4 separate regions of the Mus musculus genome follow, and all the other regions are linked to region 4. A link is a contact called in public HiChIP or PLAC-seq and Micro-C data. All regions are on one chromosome and are shown on one strand. Each heading gives the region's core, a stretch centred on a gene start, on an enhancer-like site or on the middle of the called end of the contact. The rest is flanking DNA. Distances are from core to core; before and after follow the strand shown.

Region 1 (3,266 bases), core at 87-2,586, 160 kb after region 4:
CACCCAGTAAGGTTGGGACTTGTTTTGGGAGCCACTGTATCCACACTGTATTGGATAATGCCCAGCAATGCACAAATTCTCAAATATTTAATTTTTTGAGATGTTGAGTGAACCCAGATGAAATGTAAGTGGCTGGCACAGAACTAACACTTGGAGAATATGTGCCTCCATCACCACTGACTCCATGGATACTCTGGTTGTGTGATATTTACATCTTTGGGAACGACCTGGATTCAAATCTCAACTTTCTCAATTACTAAGTGCAGAGCTAATTTCCCTGGGTTCAAATCCCAGGTATGCCTCATTAATTCTGAGCTTCAATTTCTTCATCTGGAAAATAGAAATAAAATATATATGTATATATGTACATACACACACACACACATATACATACATATAATATAAAATTATATATACATAATCTAATAATCTATCTCCAAATAATATCTATATAGATATATAGATCTCTCCAAATTTCTTTATCTGTTGTGATTCCTTAGGGTTCCACAAAGAACTGTGTTCAATTTCCCATGTTGCTGTAGCCTAGTGCATAACAGGACTGCAACCGGGTGAGGAGGGTGAGCATTCCAGAGACGGAAACCGCTAACTGAGCATAGAGGGAACTCAACCTGGCGCTGACAGCCACTACCAAGGGTCGGCCGTTTCGCCATCGTCAGTAAGTCCAACCAGCCGCGTCTAAGTGCAGGTCAGAAAAAAGAAAAAAATAAAAACCAAAAAAAAAAAAAAAAAAACCCAAAAACAAAAAACCCAGTTAAACCCCAGTTTAGACCCTCCCACCAACGAAGGGTCCCTCCGCCTCTGGCCTCCAGCGGTCGCAGGATTCTGGTTTCCGGCCTTTAGGGAACTACATTTTCCAGCATGCCCTCTGGAAAGAGGGAAGTCTTTTGCACTGGATGACTACCAATTCCGGCATGCTATTCAGTTCACTAATAACTCAGATGACAGCGTGGGATGAGCCCATTGCATGTCGGGAATTGTAGTGTAGAAGCGGTAGGCTCGCAGATGGGCGGGGAACAGCCCGCCAGTTCTCGTCCGCTATGGGGGAATGATTCATAGAGTGTTAGGAGAGACAGTTCTGCTCGTGGAAGCCCGCTGCGAAGCCCAACTCTTCCCCAAGGCTGGCAGACCTAGGGGAGTAGGCAGGGCCTGGGCCTGACTCAGTCTCTGGTGGCTCCTCAGGCCTCCACCAAGCCCCGGGCCTTGTCAGGGGAGGCCTCCGGGCGCCGGTTGCTGGGGGAGCGGTGACGTCGCGGGGTGAAAGTTGAGGGGCGGTGACGTAGGGCCTGCCCGGGCGGAGGCTGGCGGGTTGGAGGCTGGAGGGAGGGAGGGAAGGAGGGAAGGAAGGAAGCTGGGAAGGAGCGAGGTAGCGGGGGCGCGAGGCGTTTACCTGGGAGGCAGCGGCTGGGGCGCGCACAGCGGCTGCGGCTCCCCCGCACCTGCGGCCATGGATGAAGAGCGCGCCCTCTACATCGTCCGGGCCGGCGAGGCGGGGGCTATCGAGCGGGTCCTGAGGGATTACAGCGACAAGGTAAAGAACTCTGGCCCCGGGCGTTCGCTGTCTTGTCCCCCCTCCCCCCGGGCCGCCTTCGGGGCTTGCACTTCGCATCCTCCCCATCCCCCTCATTCCGGGGATGCGCATTGCTCTCCCCCGAAAACGTTTCCGGCTTGGGCATGCGTGTTTGTGCCCCCAGCCTTTCCCACTCGTTCATCCTGCATCTACCCATTGCCTCCACTATAATGCCCACTCCGATTTCTGGCCCAGCAGCCTGTCCTGTGGTCTTCTTCCTAAACGTGCAAGGCACACCCCCAGAATCTGTAGATGCGCGGCTGCCCAGTGCCCCGTTCCTGGATGCATAAAATGCATGCGAGGCTTTCTCACCTGTATAGTGTGAAAATACATGCTTCTCTGCATAAACACGGCCCTTGTCATGCACAAAACATATCAGCAACGATGGCAGGTCTTTGTGTACCTGTACCATTGTATGGTTTACCAGGCATTGATGTCTTTTATGTGATCTCCTTTGATATCCTCCAAGTGCTTATAAAGTAGATGGTATCAACCTTCCCATTTCATAGATGAGGAAACCGAGGTGCAAAGAACTGAAATCACGCCCCAAGGTCATGGACATATGTTGCAAGTGGGTAGAAAATCCAACTCCTAATAATACCTGTTATTTGTATCGCATTAACAGCTTTTCTGTTCATTATCTCATTTAATCTTGACAGCAATCCTGTGAGGTATTATCTGTGTTTTGCAATGGAGCCTCCAGATGGGCTAAGTAACTAGCCCAAGGTCATTCCTGGGAGCCAGAGCCTTCCCACCTAGGTTTTCAAACTATCCATTCACTGGTCTTTTGCTACAGTGATCGGTATCTTATTATTAATACCACTTTCATCTCTGGAGGAGCTCTCTCTCCAAGTACCATTAGATCTTCCTTTTCCTTTCAGCAGTTTCTCATGTTTGCTTTAATAAGTAGCCTACCTAACACCTTTAGGCTGTTTGGGAGACTTGTATGACTCTCTTCTCTGAAGACCCATCCATCACCAAGTTACACCATATACCTAACAGGTACCTTACTGTTCCTTTCCCCTGCCTATTTATCAGCCCTCTCTGAAAGAAACATGGCTGTATGCCCCTGTGGACCTTCTCTTCTGTGCCTACTACTCCGCTCTCATATATTTTGTATCAGTGAACTGCCTGTATGCCCATTTCTGCGCTTAGTAGAAAATACCTCCAGAAGAGACATACTTCTTGTTTTAAAAGAACCTTCATACCCACTTAATCTTCCCAGCAATCTAGTGAGGACAGTGAGGAGGATATTCCTCATTTCACAGAGAGTAACACTCAGGATAATAATGTCTTCCCAAAGTCACATACCCAATGAAAAATAAGACTGAGAGTTGAGTCTAGCTCTCCAACTCTAAGTCTAGTGCCTTTTTTTTGCTGTGATACATTCTTAGGTAGAATGCACGGACTGTACTCTAGTCATGTCTTAGCCCCTTCACCTGATAGGCTTTAGTGTTGATCATATCTGCCTAATTTAGGAGAAACTCATTTAATGCGTAGGTGTACATACTGCGTATATTGTATTATTTTTAACTTGATTTATTATTGCTTTCCAGAGAAGATATGGGGGAGCTTCAAGCTGATTTACAAAGAGAAGTATAATAGTTTGGCTATTGTGTTGAATGAACTTCTATTAACTGTTAATGTTTTTTTTAGCACTTACTATATGCCAGCTAGC
Region 2 (3,511 bases), core at 615-3,114, 210 kb after region 4:
GAACAGCATCCCACCGTGTAACAGAACAGCATCCCACCTTTACAAAGAAGGAAGTCCTAAAACTCCCAAGAACGTATGTAGATATAGAAGATGCTAACAAGTTAAATGAACCAGGCACATGCATGATCCTCTTTTAATAAGGAATCTAAACTAGAGACACTTAGAGGGTGAGGTCCTATGCTAGTGATGGCCTAGAAGGGAGGCGTGGGGGAGTGGTATCATCTATTGTTGCTGTACAGCAGAGTCTACCATTAGCAATACTGTAGCATATATTTAACACTTGGTAAAAAGGTTAGATCTTAGGTGCTCTTCCCACAAAAGAAAAAATAATAAGCTTTTCTTTCTTTCTTTCTTTCTTTCTTTCTTTTTTTTTATTAACTGAAAGAGATCAGGAGAATCTTTTGAAGATCTCCAGATTTGGCTAGCTTTCTTTCCAGGCTTGAAAATATACACATAAGCCTCAATAGGAAGAAAGTCTATGTGACTGTAAGGTTCATTGCTTGCTGCGGATTGGTGTGGGCCGCTAGCATGCACCTCACTGTCAGTGTTTGTTGAGTTCAGCAGTTGATGGAAGGCCAAATCTAAGGTTGTCCTCCCTCCCCACAGCTGGTAAGCCTTCTGCGTATCAGGAGGGGCTGGGAGCCTGAGCTGGGGGGGTGGGGTGTCACAGCACAGTGATTAATGGTCTCTGGGAACTGGAAAGGAGAGTAATATACACAGCATTTCTACCCCCTGGAGTAGGAATGCAAACACCATTGTGCAAACCTGTGCATTGGCACCGACTTCTGGAAGCTGGAGAATCTCATGTACTCTTCTACCACAAATAAAACTGTCAGAGAATGACAGAGCTCAGAAGGCTGACCTTCCTGCTTAAAAAGAATAGCTCGAACACAGCGAGCCAGAAAATTAATTTTGTAGCTGTTTGAGAACTGAGTTCAATAGGTAATGAGAAGAAAAGCCTTAAACATCCAAATATTTGTTGATTCCAGCTCTACATTTGGCTTCCTAGATATGCTGAATTTCTAAACATTCCTCCTGGAAGTGGATGTAAAGGAGAACCAGCCCTTTGTAATAGAGCGACTCTCAAACTCTTCAGCCTGGTCTGGGATAGATGCAGAGGGTCACACTGCTGATGCTTTCCAGAGATGGCCGTCTTGTGTTTAGGGGGAAATCATAGCATTTTGGAATGGCTTGTACCGGTTTAGAGAGTAATTCTTAGGTAAAGTTCTTCCTCTCTCTTCTCCCGAGTGACTCTGGTTCCTAATAATAATAGTTTCCAAATGCTTAAGTGAGAAGCAAGCCATTTTAAAGTATAAATTAGGTACCCTGGAAGCTTGCAAGAAAAGAAATCTAAAGTTTGTGTGGAAAGTGTTGTACTTTAATTGCCTTTGAGAGTCATAAATGACAGGACAGAGAGTGTGTGGCACTGACAGCAGCTTCAGTGAGGACAACCGTAACTTAGGCTTTACCAGCGACCATGTGTTCATAACAACAGTTCACTTGTTTCCTGACCCACAGTTCATACCACTCTTTATTGTCACTCATTTTCTGTACTGTCTAATTTATAACGGATTTTCAGAAATGATTTTTTAAAATTTTTTCCATAATATAAAGAGAATAAAATATTGATTCATGGGAAATAAAACCATGCTTCAAATTGTTTTTCTTTTTGTTTTATTTTTTAGAATGTCACTATGAATTACGTTTAAATTGCTATGATCTGAATTAAGACAGCATCGGCTGGATTAAGCCCTGACTTTGGTTTCCAGGCGGTTATACTTTTAAACTACATTTGCAAGGGTTTATTTTTAGTCAGGATGTGGTTATTTTTAGACGTGCTTCTGTGTCACTAGGAAATGTAATGCCTGTCTTTCCATTGTTGTTTACCAGGAAGTCCTGGGGTACAGGCTATTAAATCAGCTCACATAGGAACACTGCCTCTCCTGGCAGATAAAACTGTGAAACGGTATGTGGAGAAAGATCTCCTTTGCAAACATGCCTCGGTCTGAATCTCTACTACCATTTTATCCTCTTGAATACTGGGCGCTAGGACAAGGTTTTTAGGGAATGCCAAAATACAAGGTTTGGGTCCCCTGCTGGTGTGCATCCCAGGCTCCTATACAATCCAGGGAAGTCACAAGGCCTGGGACAGAGATGGGACAGTAGTGTGAGAGCCAACGGTGAGAGAGGAAAGGGGGCACTGTGCTTTCCCTTGAAATATAAAAAATTGTATTTTGTACATTAGAAAAAAAACCCAAGTCTTGATACTGTAGTGTTTCTCTTTAATGTTGTTGCCTGTGATAAGCTGCTTATCACATTGCTTCTCAAGTGCTTGGTGCTGTAATCGGAGGGACAATAAACAGCACTGGACCCACAAAAGCAGCTCAGGCCCTGACGAGCATGCAGAGCCACCATTGTCACAGTAGATTAAAGAGCTGGCATTACAGCTGCCTGATTCCTGTTCAGTGTTTCAGAAGGTGGCGTGCTGTCCTGTCATTGTGTCTGTCCGTTTACCATTGCTCCTTTTTACTTTGTCGTGGGTATGGTTAAGACAGGTCTTTCTTTTCTTTTAGTAAATGCCAAGTCATATTAATGGCTCAGTTTGAAAAAGAAAAATTTTAATTGACTCCTAAAAGTCACCTCTGAACTTTGTATTATGTTTGCATTTTAAAAGCCTATTCACTCAAATTAAAATAATTGTATTTTCAAATTGCCTTTCAGTAATGCCGTCAACCTTTTAAGCAATGTTCCAGTCTCTTGTTTGGATGTTCTCATTTGTCCATTAACCCATGAAGAAACAGCCCAAGAGGCAGCAACTCTAGATGAACTGCCCAGTGATAAAACAACGGAGAAAGACACAGCTTTGAAAAACAGTACCATGGTATACAATGGCATGAATATGGAGGCCATTCACGTTTTACTCAATTTTATGGAGAAGAGAATTGATAAGGTAAGCTGCTGGAGTGGGAAGGCGCACCTAAGCCCTATGTGCCCCGCATAGAGATGACACAGCATGAGCGCACAGCTTGTCCTTGGTGCTTGGCATGCTATATAGTTCTACTTCTCCAAGAACATTACCATGATAATGACACATTGGAAGAAACCAAGGAATTTATGTAATGTTCAAATTGTATTTTACACCAAATTTATAACTAATGTCTGAAAGTAAAGGAAAAATTAGCTGCCCTGTAAATGTCAGAAGTAAAAACTAACCTCTCCAAATGACATGTTCAAAGTATTTTGTCTTCAAATTTCTCTAGTCTGTCACTCAGTTTCTCCTGAAAGGCAGCAGTGTCACATAGATGGGTCTCAAAATCCTTTGCTTCTTTGAAGCACATTGGCTGGGCTTGTGTAAACCCTAGGAGAAAAATGTAGGAAGAAGCAGGAAAGATAAAACCACATAGTAAAATGAAGATAACTTATGGAAATATTACATAAAGTAACTTTTAAAGTCATTTGTAAACGTTGGTATCCTCCCCCCTTTCCCCTCCCTCCCCTCAAGAAAGTCTTC
Region 3 (3,224 bases), core at 708-3,207, 240 kb before region 4:
ATCTCAAGGTGAAGAGACTTCGTCCACTTCATATCAATAAGTAAGGGGGTGCTGTGTGTCAGTCTCTGGTGGGAACAGAGGCTTGGTTCAGACAAAAGCCACTCACCTCCCCCCACCCCCAGGGATACGGCCAATCTCTACCCCTCCTCCTCACCTATACAGCCCTCCTCCATTCTCCCCAACCCTCCAGCCCTCCTCCCCAGCCCTCCTCCATTCTCCCCAACCCTCCAGCCCTCCTCCCCAGCCCTCCTCCATCCTCCCCAGCCCTCCTCCATTCTCCCCAGCCCTCCAGCCCTCCTCCATCCTCCCCAGCCCTCCTCCATTCTCCCCAGCCCTCCAGCCCTCCTCCATCCTCCCCAGCCCTCCTCCATTCTCCCCAGCCCTCCAGCCCTCCTCCCCAGTCCTACCCTCAGGAAGTTCCCCAAGAATCAGGACAGGCTACAGAGTCAAGGAGAGTTGAAGGTGAGAAAGACTGTGGAGCTCAGAAAAGGGGCAAGTTACCCAGAGCAGCACAGCCTGTCAGACCAGCACCCTCATCCAGTGTCCTCCATCCTGACCTTATAATTCTACCTCGGAACTCCTCTCCCCATGAGAGCCAATTAAGAAAATGAGAGGTTGGAACTTTCTAAATATCGGTGTTTCTAAGACTGACTCCATGCGAGCACATGGCCTAAGACAGGGGAAGCTGCACCCAGTGTGCAACCATCACTTTCCACAGAACATGACCAAGTACCCCAGCACAGGTGGCTCTGCCCTCACCACAGGCCCATTGCCCAATCGGCCTTGCTCAGGGTGTCAGGAACCAACACGCTCGCCTGGCACAGCCTAGAGGAAGTGCCACACCTTTTGCAGCAGCTCTGATCCTTCACTTGCTGCCCGGCGCTTCCAATCGTTACTTAGGCTGGCACGGGGCCAAGACAAGTAACCAGGGAGGAGGAACAAGGCCCTGTCTTGTCTCCTGAACCAGTTGGTCTGAGCAGTTTGGGTGAACAACTTCCTCTCTCTGAGGCTGTCTCCCCATCTGGGGAAAAAAAAAAGACGAAGGTTTAATTTGAGCCCCTTTAATCTTTACTATGCAAGGCCTGTTTGTTGCATGGTCTGTCCCTATCAGAATTATTCACGTTGATTGATCGTGATTACAGGCCCACAGGGACTGGTGGTGAGTCGGTTATCATGGGCTTTCTGATTTACACTATCGTATGTCTGATGCGTGAGTTTTCTCCCTGTGTTTCTTCTCCTTACAAAAAGTGACCATAGGGCCAACTGTCTTGATATGCTCCTTTGATCCCAGGACCAGTCTGAGGCAGGAGAATACTGTTAGTTCAAGACCAGCCTGAGGCTGCATAGTAAGATCCTGCAACACCACACACACACACACACACACACACACACACACAATCACACACACACACAATCACACACCCTTTAACTGGGAAATTTCCCTCACATACAAAAAGGGTCATGGAGTTAATTAAGGGCTGGAGAGATGGCTCGGCTGCTCGGCTGTTAGGAACACTTGCTGCTCTTGCAGAGGACCCAGGTTCCATTGCCAGCACCTATGTTGGACAGGTCACAACTATCCACAGCTCCAATTCCAGGGAATCTGACACCTTATTCGGACCTCTGAAGGCCTGGACATGTGTCAGATGCACACAGACACACACACACACGTAGAGCTCCAAGTAAGCTCAGCCTGCTTTCTTATAGAGCTCTAAGTAAATACAAGTGTTCTTTGCTTAGCACAGCACAGTTAGACACTGATGTACTCACTAACTGAAAAATACATAGGTGAATAGAGTTTTGCTTTCAGTCTTCCATTTTTATAGCACATCATTGGGAGGGGGGGACTTGGTTCACCACTTACTATGACCAGGAAATGTTCTGAACAAAGTACTTAGCCTCCTTGGAGCCTTCACCTATCAAGAAACGGGGCAGGGTGGGGCAGGGTGGGTTGCTAAACATAGTGCCTCCCTGTGTGGCTGTCATAAAGCCTTTAGAAGAATGACTGTGCATACTCAGTACTCAGGAAGTGTTAGTTACTTGGTACGCCTCCTAGAACCAAGCATGGTAACTTCTCTGCAGATACAGAGATGAAAGACCCAAACACGGAGGGTGCCATCCAGCAAGAAAGCAGTCATGCAAGCCATTGTAGCACAGAGGGAAGAGGCTTTCCGACCAGCAGCCTGGAGGGTGGGGTCCTGGGTGGAGCATTCAAGTCGGCTTAGGGTTCAGGTTCAGAGATGGAGCAGTCTGATTAGGAAAGGAGGAAGATGCTGGAGATGTCATAACAGAGGAAAACAGCCTCATGAGATCCCCAGGAGCTGATGGCAGGAGCCAGCCAGAGGTAGGCATGGAAGATATAGTGGGAAGGGGACACAGACAGACAGACAGACACTTGGGAAAGGCTGTGCTTGTGATCTATGGGGGAGTCCCCAAAGACAAGCCAGAGACAGGAAGGGCAGTGAGGCACAAACACCTGTCTTCATTTCTTCCGGCCATTTCCTGTTTCCCCACTGGACCAGGATTACAGTGAAGGCAGGACTCCATCTGTCTTGCTGTCTGTCTCCTTCATGTGCAGCAGAGTGGTGTTCCGCAGTATCATGAGCCATGAACCAGGCTGCTGGTGATTAGCCTCCGATCCCCAGTTATGGGGGTAAAGAGGAGGCTGGGAAGAGAGGGTGGTGGTGTGTTAAGGCTTTATCCCCCGTGATGTGGAAAGGGAGAGTGTCCTAGTTAGGGTGAGCATTGCTATGATAAAACACCACGGTCAAAAAGCAAATGGGAAGAAAAGGATTTATTTCAATCACAGTTCTGTATCAACTGTACATCGTCAAAAGCAGTGAGGGCAGGAACTCAGACAGGGCAGGAACCTGGAGGCAGGAGCTGATGCAGGGGCCGTGGAGGGGTCCTGCTTACTGGCTTGCTCTGTATGGCTTGCTCAGCCTGCTTTCTTTTCTTTTTTTCTTCCTTTCTTTCTTTTCTTTTTCTTTTTCTTTTTCTTTTTCTTTTTTGAGACAGGGTTTCTCTGTGTAGTCTTGGCTGGGCAGTGGTGGCGCATGCCTTTAATCCCAGCACTTGGGAGGCAGAGGCAGGTGGATTTCTGAGTTCGAGGCCAGCCTGGTCTACAGAGTGAGTTCCAGGTCAACCTGCTTTCTTATAGAACCCAGGGCTACCAGGCCAGGAATGGTACCACCTGCCATGGACCACCCCATTTGGGTATGGGG
Region 4 (3,400 bases), core at 120-2,619:
CCCATTTCACAGATAAGGAAGCTGAGGCCCAAAAAAGATGAAGGAATCTGCAGAGCCGGGATTCGAACCCTTCTGCCCGTCCGCGCTGCCCCTTCCCTGCATCTCGTGACCTTAACTCGGCACGTGCTAGTCCCTTGCCCCTCACCCACCATTGTCCCACTCGGCGCGGCTCGGGGGGCTACCCGGAGGCCCGAGGTGGGCAGGCCCGGGGTCGCGGGCAAGAAGCGCACCCGGCTCGGCGGGAGGGACTCGGGCGATCCGCCCCTGCGCCGCTGGCGCTGCCTCTGTCCATGGTCAAAGCAGCGGGGTAATCCGCCTTTCTCTTCCGCCCGCCGAGCCCATTCATATTCTAATCACAGCGCGGCCGGCCCGCGAGCGGCCACTTTCCCGGGGCCACGGGAGCCCCCCCTCCACCCCCACTTTCCACTTGCGGTCCACAGGCCCCGGCCCCCTCCCCCTCCCACACTTTCAACTGCGCCGGGGAGGGGTCCCTGGGAAAGCCTCATCCCCAGCTCTGACGCCGGGGCTTCTCACCAACTCCGTTGCTGGCTGTGGGGGACCGAGAGGGTGGCAGAGGGGGGAGCCGGGGGACATGGGAAGAGGGAGGGGCCCGGACGCAGACAGACTGACATACAGGGTTATGGGAAGAGGCGCGGGGGTGGGGGTGGGGGTGAGGGTCCCAGAGACCCAGGGAGAACGCAGAACTAGGGAGAGACAAAGAGACTGGCTGCCAAGGGAGAAACGGAGAGCGAGACAGCGAGGCACGCCGACCTGGAGAGACCCGTGGGGCGAGAGACAAGGGGTACAAAAGTTCTGGTTGACGCAAGCCAGCCTCTCACCCCCTCGCAGCCAAGCGGCCTTCTTGTCCCTCAGACTGGTTATGGGAACCTAAGGCTTCACTTTCCCCTTCCTCAACTTCTACTCCCACGCACGTCCGCGGATCTGCGTGGAAGAAACTCAAGACATACCCCCTCTGCACTACTCCCCGGCCCCTACTCAAAATCTAACTCAAGGCGAAAACGGGACGTGTCTCGAGGGGAGAAAAAAAGGAGTCGGGCCCACTCGTGGACGCACAGGAGACTCCTAGGGCTCGGGTACCTCTGCACCCCCCTTCATGGCTGCACCGCGCGGGGCCCGGGCGCGGGAGGACTGAAGAGGGGGGCAGATCTAAGCCAATTTTGATTTCGTCTATAATGAGTGCCGGGCTAAGGCTGGAGAAGGCCTCTGGAACTTTAAATAAGAAAAACGTTGCTAATGCTATAATAGAAGGGGGAAGTCGGAGGGCTGGGATTGCGTCGCTCTGAGCCCCCCTTTTCGGAGGCGGCTTTTCTTATTCAAAACAGGCCCACAATGGGCTTCACAGTGCGCCTCGCCACGGCCCCATCTGACGAGCGGCCATTCATCAGGCCCGCTGGCCTATCAATGACATTGCTCCCATCGGGGCTCCTATAAAATGATGTTTTTTCCCATGAAACATCCGCAAACATTTTGACGGGTTTGGCTTTGCCCGACTGGATTACTGAGTGTCCCCTCGCTCGCTCGCTCGCTCTCTCGCTCTCTCCTTCAGCTCTAGCTTCCTTCCTTCCCTCGCTTCTTCGCCTCTTTTCTTTCCACTAGTTCTTTCTTTTCCCCTTTTATCCTTTTGCCCTCTCACCCACCGTCTCCCCCTCTCTCTCTCGCTATCCCTTCCTTCCTTATTTCTTCCCTCCCTTCCTCCCTGGGCATCTCTAGCACAGGGGATCCCCAAATATCAGGACTTTTGGGGGGCGTCTGTGCTGTCCATGGGAAGAGCATGCATTGTGGGTTACTGGAGGAACCCGACATGGATTCCACAGGTTAGTCCTGGTGGGACTTGGAGGGGGGTCATTGGAGGGGGGAGGAAGGAGAAGGGACAGGGCGGGGGTCACTTCAGAAAGAGTTGCAGAAAGTTCAGGCGGGGCAACCTGACAGTGGGATCCCAGGAGAGGAGGAGAGCGTGCAGAAGTTTTCGGTCCAGCGCTAAGTGTGTAAGTGGATGCATGGAAGTGTGTGTGAGTGTAAATGCGTGTGTGCGCGTGCGCGCACTCTGAGGCGCGCGCTTTCACTTGGACATAAAGTTGCATAAAGATGCTCGCTGGCTCGCGGCGAGCTCGAGGTGTTTATGCTACTTGCAAGAGCTTTGCGAGCAAGCCGCCCCGCCCGGACCCGGCGGCGGCCCTGGCTTTGGCTAGGGTAGTGGTATGCTTAGGATCTGGGGTGAGGGCCCCGAACGCTCCAAAGGCGGAGGAGGGCGACGGCGTACCGCGTCTCACCGCGCACTGGAGGCTCTTGCTTCTGGAATCTCGCTGCAGGGAGGGAGTGGCGGCGGCGAACCCGGTGGTCCTGGGGCTTTAGTAGCTTTGGGCTAGGAGAGATGGGCCCCTAGGACTGTAGTCTCCCGGCCGCGAAGACGCGACTCACTAGCCTCTCCACAGTGAGGCTGTAACCTTGCAAAAGGGGGGTGGGGGGAGCAGAATGCAGAACATATGAAGAGGCCTGACACTGAGTTTTGTGAACCGGCCTGTAGTTTGAGGGCTGTGTGGTGGACATCAGGCACTAGGGTCGCCACGGTTCACAAGGGAACACACGGAATCTCTTACAACGAAAATGCCCAGCATCTTCTCCAGGCGATCCGTTGGTCAACTTCTACGCCTAGCATCTTTGGGGACCCGCCGCACTTCAAATTCTGTTATTTTTTTCTATGTCCTTTCCATGTAGTGGTTCTCAAAAAAACTTTACTCTCTCCGTTAGGCTCAGTCTCTCCACCAGGCCACTCCAATCCCTGCTGGGCCGCAGCTTTGGAATTTTGAGGGGTGGTAAGACCACAGCCTGGGCATAGGCAGCAGCTTGACTGAAACCTGAGAGAATGTGAGGGCATTGCAGCTGAGCAACAAGTGCCTGCTGGCCTCAGCTGTGCCCTGACACACATTAACTTACTTGCAAATAACACCACAGTCAACTCTGCCCCCACTCCACCCACCCCTAGGGCAGGTTGTAAAAAGATTAAGCTATCTAGATATCTTCCCAGACCTTGTTCTTCTGTACTGGGAGGAAAGTTCCAGGCCTCTCTTGGCCTACATTGCAGACCTGGTGGCTGAGACCGCTGGCCCAGGGGTATCTGCGGCATTCCAGGGTACGTTTTTTTTTCTGTCTCCGGTACAGTTAAACTCTCACGCTTTCCTGGGTGTCAGTGAGCTCCTGAGCATAGCCGAAGCCCGAGCTTCTAAAGTCCAGCTTAGTTAGCGGGTGAGCACCTGCGGGGAGGCTAGAAGCGGTCTTCTCTGGAGAGCGGCACCCGGCTTAGGCCCGGTTGGGGTCTGTCTTCTGCACACGCTAGCAGTCCTGGTTCTGGAGAAGGAAGGGCCTTTGCTTCAATATTCTT

The links. Hi-C and Micro-C count contacts between places; a contact is called where the count stands out from the background. HiChIP or PLAC-seq counts read pairs in DNA pulled down with a chosen protein or histone mark.
Region 1: a contact with region 4 is called in a Micro-C map of embryonic stem cells, with 2.2 times the contacts expected there. The contact joins the promoter of Ric8b here to the promoter of Rfx4 in region 4. A contact is called at or near these places in 22 of 39 promoter capture datasets (the 3T3-L1 cell line, the C10 cell line, the HPC-7 cell line and 14 more), 9 of 484 Hi-C or Micro-C datasets (B cells, embryonic stem cells and neural progenitor cells), 18 of 115 datasets of contacts at active chromatin or transcription factors (astrocytes, embryonic forebrain, embryonic hindbrain and 6 more) and 3 of 9 other capture datasets (adipose tissue, embryonic stem cells and liver).
Region 2: an H3K4me3 HiChIP or PLAC-seq map of embryonic forebrain shows a contact between it and region 4, with 5 times the contacts expected there. The contact joins the enhancer-like site here to the promoter of Rfx4 in region 4. A contact is called at or near these places in 5 of 39 promoter capture datasets (the 3T3-L1 cell line, cranial neural crest, hippocampal neurons and 2 more), 2 of 484 Hi-C or Micro-C datasets (B cells and neural progenitor cells), 9 of 115 datasets of contacts at active chromatin or transcription factors (cardiomyocytes, embryonic forebrain, embryonic hindbrain and 5 more) and 2 of 9 other capture datasets (embryonic stem cells and liver).
Region 3: a Micro-C map of embryonic stem cells shows a contact between it and region 4, with 1.9 times the contacts expected there. The contact joins the promoter of E230014E18Rik here to the promoter of Rfx4 in region 4. A contact is called at or near these places in 4 of 39 promoter capture datasets (cranial neural crest, liver and pre-B cells), 3 of 484 Hi-C or Micro-C datasets (embryonic stem cells and nephron progenitors), 1 of 115 datasets of contacts at active chromatin or transcription factors (embryonic stem cells) and 2 of 9 other capture datasets (adipose tissue and pancreatic islet).

Annotation. Positions count from the first base shown.
Region 1 is chr10:84,916,277-84,919,542 of GRCm38.p6, forward strand. Ric8b (RIC8 guanine nucleotide exchange factor B) reads left to right here and starts at 1,337. Exons shown (of 10, transcript NM_183172.2): 1 at 1,337-1,549. The coding sequence starts at 1,466.
Region 2 is chr10:84,967,142-84,970,652 of GRCm38.p6, forward strand. It overlaps Ric8b (RIC8 guanine nucleotide exchange factor B), which reads left to right. Exons shown (of 10, transcript NM_183172.2): 5 at 2,722-2,950. Gm34633 (a long non-coding RNA gene) reads right to left here. Exons shown (of 3, transcript XR_003948930.1): 3 at 3,231-3,358. Among named protein-coding and RNA genes, the nearest start is that of Gm34633, 35 kb to the right of the region's middle. Within about 2 kb of position 1,865, at least 30 of the 459 cell types and tissues checked have an H3K27ac peak or open chromatin away from gene starts, as enhancers often do. A contact at or near this core is called in cardiomyocytes, embryonic forebrain and neural progenitor cells, where this site is marked.
Region 3 is chr10:84,515,746-84,518,969 of GRCm38.p6, forward strand. E230014E18Rik (a long non-coding RNA gene) reads left to right here and starts at 1,958. Exons shown (of 2, transcript XR_003948929.1): 1 at 1,958-2,344. It overlaps Gm34405 (a long non-coding RNA gene), which reads right to left and starts at 1,917. Exons shown (of 4, transcript XR_380642.4): 1 at 571-1,917; 2 at 1-65.
Region 4 is chr10:84,754,679-84,758,078 of GRCm38.p6, forward strand. Rfx4 (regulatory factor X, 4 (influences HLA class II expression)) reads left to right here and starts at 1,370. Exons shown (of 18, transcript NM_001024918.1): 1 at 1,370-1,835. The coding sequence starts at 1,793.